3 separate regions of the Mus musculus genome follow, and all the other regions are linked to region 1. The links are chromatin contacts, called in public Hi-C and HiChIP or PLAC-seq maps. All regions are on one chromosome and are shown on one strand. The core of a region is the stretch at or near the end of the contact, and the rest is flanking DNA. Distances in the headings are between cores, read along the strand shown.

Evidence for each region. A called contact is a pair of places that touch in the nucleus more often than the background predicts. HiChIP or PLAC-seq counts read pairs in DNA pulled down with a chosen protein or histone mark.
Region 2: a FOXA1 HiChIP or PLAC-seq map of pancreatic cancer cells shows a contact between it and region 1. The contact joins two enhancer-like sites. A contact is called at or near these places in 1 of 484 Hi-C or Micro-C datasets (embryonic stem cells) and 1 of 115 datasets of contacts at active chromatin or transcription factors (pancreatic cancer cells).
Region 3: a contact with region 1 is called in a Hi-C map of cortical neurons, with 2.6 times the contacts expected there. The contact joins two enhancer-like sites. A contact is called at or near these places in 3 of 484 Hi-C or Micro-C datasets (cerebral cortex and cortical neurons) and 1 of 9 other capture datasets (embryonic stem cells).

Annotation. Positions count from the first base shown.
Region 1 is chr1:193,448,299-193,450,998 of GRCm38.p6, reverse strand. No RefSeq gene overlaps it. Among named protein-coding and RNA genes, the nearest start is that of Gm31753, 29 kb to the left of the region's middle. RefSeq lists an enhancer at 814-1,670. Within about 2 kb of position 1,263, at least 113 of the 459 cell types and tissues checked have an H3K27ac peak or open chromatin away from gene starts, as enhancers often do. A contact at or near this core is called in cortical neurons and pancreatic cancer cells, where this site is marked.
Region 2 is chr1:193,965,960-193,968,677 of GRCm38.p6, reverse strand. No RefSeq gene overlaps it. Among named protein-coding and RNA genes, the nearest start is that of 4930503O07Rik, 260 kb to the left of the region's middle. Within about 2 kb of position 1,312, at least 17 of the 459 cell types and tissues checked have an H3K27ac peak or open chromatin away from gene starts, as enhancers often do. A contact at or near this core is called in pancreatic cancer cells, where this site is marked.
Region 3 is chr1:194,040,520-194,043,219 of GRCm38.p6, reverse strand. No RefSeq gene overlaps it. Among named protein-coding and RNA genes, the nearest start is that of 4930503O07Rik, 180 kb to the left of the region's middle. Within about 2 kb of position 1,354, at least 9 of the 459 cell types and tissues checked have an H3K27ac peak or open chromatin away from gene starts, as enhancers often do. A contact at or near this core is called in cortical neurons, where this site is marked.

The DNA of each region.
Region 1 (2,700 bases), core at 14-2,513:
GTTGCTTAGCTACAGGGGCTCTGTGAGGGAATGTGGCCCAGGTGTATGTACAGAGAGGTTTCCTAACTTTGTCTTTCAAACCACCCCTCACTAACCCCACATGGATTCTCTCATGGATGCTTAGGAAATGTCATTTGTCAGCTCTTCCCCCACCAGGTGGGAGAGGCTTCATGTCATGTTCCTTTATCTTCCCACTACAACCCTCTCCATGGTGCACCAGGGCCATTGATTTTATCTTTGACATTCTCTGCTTGAAACTCTGCTTGAAACATATTTCCTTCGTAGCAAAGCCCACATCATATTCGGCTATGAAACACCCATGCCCAGGAAAATGCCCAGTGTGTCAGAGTTCCTCTTGTGAGGTCTGGCAAACAAGCTGATTAATTAATTGATGAGTTTACCAGTGTTGATCGTTACGAGCTCTTGGAGTCAAGTGTCTGGCGCTTACAGAATTCTGTGACCTGGCACTTTACAGATTTGTAGCTCATCTGTCCTTAGCCACCAGCATACAGGAGGGAAGGAGGGCGTGGGGACAGGAGGAAGGACCTTCAAAGCTCTACGCCCCTAGGCGATCACCTGGGGTGCATCAGTCACTGTGGATAGCTCTCAGATCTTATGTCAGGGAGGCACAAAAGCCCAGGAAGGGAATGGTACATCAGGCCCTTCCATGTTCACCCTGTGGCTGTGCTTCTAAATGAAGGAAAACTGAGCAAGAGAAAAAAAAAAGAAAGAAAAAACCAAAAAAACAAAAAACTTCTGAACTCAGACAAGGTGATAATAAAAGACAACCAGGGTTTTATGAAGATGGCCCTGGACAAAGAGGTAGCAGATGGTGTCTGACTCAGTTCCAATACTTTGCATCTTCAGTGAGGTATTGTAGCCTCTTAGAGCCTCCAAAACTGGGCTAGTAATCCTGCCCTAGGTCCTCAGGTGGCTGCCCAACTATTCTGCCTAACAACTCTGCTACAGGCCCTCCAGCAGCTGCCCAGCCATCCTGAACGACTCTAAAGAGACACCCTCAGGAAATACAAGGCTCGGAATTTTCTCTATCTTAAAGTGACTTCCGGAGCCCCCAGGACAGTTATTTTAGAAAAGGTTGAAAGTAAGTTTTCAGGCCTGTGGGCTAATGCACTTCCCTCCGAAAAGAGTGATTCTTAGAGGCGCTCAGAAGCTGGGAAGCTAGCCATAAATAAGGCTTATCTGGCCTGTCCTGCATTGCCAAAATTCTTTTGTTCTGAAATTTAAACAAAGACAGACCTGATGTTTTACTGACCCCTTGTGGACATAAGAGGAAATGGATTTTTCCGGCAGATTTGTATCTCCTGTCATGACTAAGGAAGCCCAACTTTCAACCTCACTGGCCTGATGGAATCCCACAAACTCTTCCATCATCATCCCAGGACTCCCAACTCCTACCCCAGGCACTGGCAGCCATCTCCACTGACCAGCTAACTGGCACTTCAGTCTGTCTGGAGAGCCACTTGACAGCACAATGCTAGATAAGGAAGGCACTGGCATAGTCCCAGGAAGCCATTACAGCACAGACTGGAGTTCCTTCCCTGCCAGAGACTCTGACTGGAGTAGGGAGCGCTGGGGATCTACATCTTACCAAGCAGCAATTCTGATTCCGTGTATTGTTCTGCAGGACCAACCTGAAAATGTCAACATGCTCAAGGTCCCTCCTCTCAGCAGTGAGGAAATTAAGACATTAAAGGGCTGTTCAGTCAGGACTGCCAATAAAGCATGTAAAAATCAATAAAGTCACACAAGCATGAAGGCCTGGGTTTGGTCTCACACCCAGGTAAAAGTTGAACATTATCCTAGTCTGCCTTCTATTGCTGTGATAACCACCACGGCCCAAAGTAGCCTGGGGGAAGGGGTTTGTTTGGCTTATACATCCTTACCTCAGACTATTATTGAAGGAAGTCAGGGCAGGAACTCAAGCAGGAGCAGGGGCAGGAACTATGTGGGAGTGCTGCTTAGCGGCTGTTCTTAGGCCCACAGTTATCTTACCTTTCTTATACAGTCCAGAACCACCTGCCTAGGGATGGTACCACCCACAGTGGGCTGGGCCTTCCCACATCAATCATTAATCAGGAAAATGCTCTACAGATGTACCCATAGGCCAATTCAATGGAGGTGTTTTCTCAGTTGCAGTTCCTCTCCCCAGATATGACTAGGTTTGTGTAAGTTGACAAAACTAAACAGTACAGGACTTATGATGGGCTATGGTCCCAGCACTGGGTTGGGCCAACAGTTGTGGTGGGCCTATGGTCCCAGCACTGAGGTAGACCAACAATTATGGTGGGCCTATGGTCCCAGCACTGGGGTGGGGCAACAAGAGGATCCCTAGGGCTCACTGGACAGCTAGCTTAGCCTTATTTGTGAGTACCAGGTTCAGTGAGAGACCTTGTCTCAAAAAAAACCAATGTAGGGCTCTTGAAGAATCACACCCAGGATGACCTCTGTCATCCGTCCATGTGTGTGTGTGTGTGTGTGTGTGTGTGTGTGTGTACATGTAATCACAGGTATCTGAGGAGGCCAAAGGCAACGGGTAAAGTTGGAGTTATAAACAGCTTTAAGTCACTCATTGTGGATGCTGGGAACTAAACTTTGGGCCTCTGGGAGAGCAGCTACTGCTCTTAACCTCAGAGCCACCTTTGATAGTCTTTATTCTGTAACCTCTTTATTCTATGGTGT
Region 2 (2,718 bases), core at 63-2,562, 520 kb before region 1:
GAGAGGAGCATTCAACCCAGAGGATGTTTCTTCCCTCAAGTGAATCAAACCACAATTCCTAACATGGAACAATGTAGCTGCCACGCCTGGACCGGAGATGAAATGCTTTTTATAAGAGCTAATCAGATTCTACATTAATGAGAGAAATATGAAGCTAATCAACACCACAGAAGGTCTCTAGGCTCAGGCCTATTAAACTTCATAAAAAATTAATGACTGCAAGAGCAGGCTCTTTTGTAAGGGGTCTCCTGTGGCTGGATAAGGGCCTGAAGTCCCATTCACCTCTCATTACATTGAATTAGCCTCACTTTCCAACCCAAAATATCATCCATCAAGTGGCGTTTTCCACTGGGTGTTGGACAGCCAGTGTTTGAAAACACTTGTGAAATATTTATTTCTTCTCTTCAATCCCTGGCCCCTCCCCTCTCAGCCAACTTCCTCTCACTTCATTCATGATGGCTTTTCCCATTTTAATTAAAGAGATTTGTACTCCTAAAGCCTTCTGGGGAACATCTTCAGTGATTGTGGTTTGCTGAGTCCTCCGAAGCTGCTTGGCAGAAAACCCCTCTCCCCATGCTTGGAGTGTGTTCCACAGCTGCTCCAAATAGTCAGAACTAGGTGATGATAGAGACCAACTAAGCTGAAAAATAAACCCAGAACCCCTCAATGGTCAGTTTTCTTTATGTGAGTGTTGGCTACAACCATTAAAATAGATTCAGAAAAAAAAAATAAAACAAAACAAAAGTCAAATAGCAAAAAAATCCTATACCTGCTCCCCCACCCCCAAAATACAATGAGTGGCCTCAACTGTAAGACCATCCAAATGACTATCTTCCTCATTTGCCTTTGACCCAGGCTGTCAGTCACCTTCATCAGCTGTAGCTTTAGGTGACAGGGCCTCAGCTCCATTTTTCACACAGCAGGGTAGCATTGAACTCACAGACTGAGGAAGCAAACAGTGATGTACAGTGCAATGGGGGTTGGGGGTAGTACAGTGCAATGGGGATTGGGGGTAGAGCCTTCTCGGCTGTAAAACCATGCCACCAACTGGAAGCATCCTATTGAAATATGCCAAACAGGGTCATTGCTGTATAGCTGACTGAGACGGAACCCCAGGAAACCAAGAAATAATTGGACCTAGTAAAAAGAAATGGGAAATGAGAAGTGGGGACAAATCAAAGAAGTCTTTTCAAGAGAGGCCATTCTTGTCCAATTACTTCATAAGGCCTTTCCATCTATTCCTCTGACTCATGAACTTCCAGGACTGACACTCCAAGCACCCCCCCAACCCCAGGTCCTGACTCATTCAAACCTCAATTCCTCCTTGGAAGAGTCTAAACTTGGACACAGCATGGAGACTCTGTAATACAAGCTATGAACAGACCCTGATGCAAGTACAGGAAGAGATGAAGAAAAGGAGTTTCACACACACCAGACATTTCTCTGATTACATTGTTGGCTCCTGTTTTCATTTCTCTGTTGACATGTGCATGAGGTCAGGTGATGAGCAGCTAAACACATGATACACACTGTGAGACAGGAAAGGCAGGTCTGCACTGAAGGGCAGCAGGGCTCTGAGAATCAGCTGAATACACATAACCTGGATTGATGGTCTCCAACATTATGCTTAGCTATTTATTGTATTTGTTGAATGAGTAACTTAACTATGGCTTACTCGGGTTGTACAGAATTATTCTGTAGGTCAGAGGTCAGTCTTCTTAAAACAAAGTTCCCAGATCTGATTTCCTCCAAGATCCTGATGTTTCATACACTCAAATCAACAAGCATGGAGTGGCTTATTATAAGGGTGGCAACTCCTAGAAGACAGTGAATCATAAAACACACATGAAAAGAACATGTGCCAGCACTATTCTCAGTGTTTACTGTACAAGGGCATAGTACATTTCTGCTGGGTATTTATGACTCTCTTCAAAGAAAAACTTCAAATTGTTTTTTGTTTGTTTGTTTGTTTGTTTGGTCTGATGCCTTTGTTCAGCATAGTAAGAGATTGTATTAGAGCTGTTTGTCTATTATGTGTGTCTGTACCCATATGTATGCACATACTTATATACCATACTTATATACACATGCATATACAAACACATATATAGGCACAAACATATACACATGAATATACACATATATGATAATGGTTTTTAAAAACTATTTTATTGAGTTCTTATATCTCTACCTCCCTCCCAACCTTGATTTCACCCCAATCCCTTCCAAATCCCCAGCACTAAAGAAAGAAGGTTAGAGGAAAAATATAGACCTCTTTAGATCACTTCCTGCTGATTAGGGACTTAGGGCCAGTCCAATCTTGGTCATCAGGATATCCAATTTCTTCTTCTCATCTCTTTGCTTACAGCCACTTGAAAAACCACAATAGCAGGGACCAACAGCAGGAGCAGCAGCCACCACAGGCCTCGTGGGGCTCTCCTATTTTTACCCTTTCCAGAGCCCCCAGAATAAAACTATCTGCAGCTGGCAAAGATCACACCTCTGCTAGTGCATGAGGCAAGTCATAATCACCTGCTGTAAAGCATTTTCTTATCTGCCACCTGGGATTAAAACAAAAACATATTCACATAACATAACTGGGTTTTTAAAGAAACCAAAATTCTCACTATACATATATATTTGCACATAAAAATACACATACACACACACACACACACATATATATATAATATACACACACATATATACACACATATA
Region 3 (2,700 bases), core at 105-2,604, 590 kb before region 1:
TGCAAAGCAACACTCAGCAATGATTGAAAAATTAAAATATCGATCAACTCTGAAAAACACTGAATATGCTCTAAATCCCCTCTACTACTGAATATTCTGTCAAGGTTTAAATCTCTATGTAAAAATATACAAACACTGTCATCTCATTACTACACAAATCTGCTTTCATTTTTTAGCAAATGGTACAATTATATACATACAAAGGAATTTTTTGAGATACTTTTCTTAGGGTTTATTATTGGTAGATGTTTGCTTTATGTATTTATTATATATACCTATCTGAGGTAGCAAATAATTTCCTGGGGAGAAATTGTAAGTTAGTGGGGAAAAATTTACAAAGGCTACTAAGCATGCCACATCCTCAAAACACTCAAAAGTAAGCACCGTCATTGCTAACACGCCGCTAGGAAGGCTGTGATTTTTGTCTAAGGTCACACTCTGAAAGGCAAAGCTGGGATGTCATCTGAAGCAGGTAAAGAGAATGGAATCAGGAAAGAAAAAGAAGGAAGGAGGACTGAGTGCTTTGTAGTGGTGAGCAGCAGAGGAGACTAGACGAAAAGTCTGTGTGAGGAAGGCCACTTTAGCATCTTTGAACAGGAGACAAAAGCGTGTTGGAGGTGCGAACTGTCATCTTGGCACAAAATCTCTACTTAATGTTGGTTGCTTTCACATCCTGACATCTCCCAATTGACAAGCAAGTGCTTAGCATGCCATAAGCAGGAGCCAGAGCCCAGCAGATGTGTCTGTGTGGTATAGGAAGCTGTTTGGTTAGCCCCCTCCCTCCAGAACAGGTCTCTCTCTCTCTCTCTGCTGTCTTTAAATATTTTTTCATTAAACTCATAACACAGAGATATCAGTATATATTATGTATTTACTCTTTTATAGGTTACAGCTATGTCTATTGTATAAGTGTTTAAAACCCAAGGCAACTAGGTGCAACAAGAATGATGTCTCAATTGCAGGAGAAGACATGTTGCACAGGTTTAAGTATGATAGATGGGTCGACCTCCCTTGCTCAGTAAACTGCAGTGAGAGAAACTGAATAACCCTGAGATTAGAACAACGGTGGGAGGGGGAGGGTCATGCTGGTGTGATATCCCCTGAACAAGATGCAGAGAAAAGTAATTTACTCTGAAGTGACAGTGCGGAGGCAAAAAGTAAACGAACAGAGGGGAGTTTAGGCTCATTAGCAGCCTGGTCTCAATATTTCATTATTAATGATAATAAAAAGAAGAGGGAGGAAAGGCAGATGAGCATGTGTGCCTCCCGCCCCCCACCCCTCTTACACACATAGCAGATTGGAGGCTCACAATAGCCGGGGCTCCAGGACTCCCTTTAGCACAGGCACAACAAAAGATACAACTGTGGAGGGAAGTATGAGGCAGGATGAAGAATGGGTTTGAAGCTAAGGTCTGCCCACATGTAAATGTGTGAGTTGGTGGGGGCCTCTCCCACCAACTCTCTGTGGGATTCCAGCTGATATATCAACTTCTCTGGCAATGAAGCCCCAGCTGGTCCTCTACTACAGGCATGGAGCAGTTGTAGGAAAGGGAAGGCTACCTTGGAACTGCCCTGATATTTCCAGGCAGCTCCCCTGGTAGGGAGCAGTCACTGCTGCCTAGACTGCCTGCACCTAGACAAAGAAGACACAACGATCCTGGGAATCAATAGTTGTGGTCTGGCTATAAAAAGAAACAGGATACACCCCAGAGATGATAGCTGAAGCCTAAAAATAAATTCTACAGCAAGCAACCATATGGGATTTAGTTTAATTTAAAATGGCAGAGGAGCTTGCCCAAATAAAGAAAATGAAAACCGTCCTCTGTGCCATCAGCCTGGATCTCCTGGTGAGCATTTTCCTGTGAATAACTGATACATTTTCCTCTAGACATTGGCCGTCATAGTGCAGCCGGCCTGGTGCAATCTCCTTTTCTGTCGTCTTAGATCTTTCTTGAATATTCTAATACGTTCATATCAATATTGCTGAGTTCCTTTTCTCAGCTGTGAATGGCCTTGAGCAAAAACGTATTCAAGAAAGAATCTTTAATATTTTTGTATCCTTGTAATTAACGTGGCAGAATTGTCCAGCTAGACCATAGGCAGATACCAGTTACCTCTGTGCCAGGCTCTGAACTGAGAGGGAAGGAGTGTGAAACTGCCCAAATTCATGCCCCCTTTCCTCCTGAGCGCCTCCGGAGGGAGGCACTAACAATCAACAAAGCTTGGGAAGTGGCGTGAAGGATTCTAGTGCTATGAGGAGACCCAGGGGAGGCTACTCTCCATCAGGACCTGTAGTGACTTCTTCCTGGACTGTCTGGTCCAGGAGGAAGGAAAATTTAAACTGAAGCTAAAGGAAGGATTAGTCAGCCAATAAGTAAGGAGACATGTGACTTTAAGCAGTGGGATCACTTAATGCAGCTTCAGGGACAGATTAAGAGCTCATCCAGTGAGGGGGTGGGCACCAATAGCCAATGTCCTGAAGTAGGGCAGGCAAGGGTTTCCTGGGGAGCCTCAAAAGTGAGGACAACAGGTTGAGCTTGAGCTTTATTCTGAAGGTAAAGGGAAGCTTTGGGTTATTTATACCAAAGGAGAGATATGAATAGGCTTACCTTCCCAAAGGGTCTTCCTGATAGCAATATGAAGGGTAAACTGGGGATGGGAAAAGTTGAGGAGCAGATAGCCATGGTGGGGCCTCCTCCA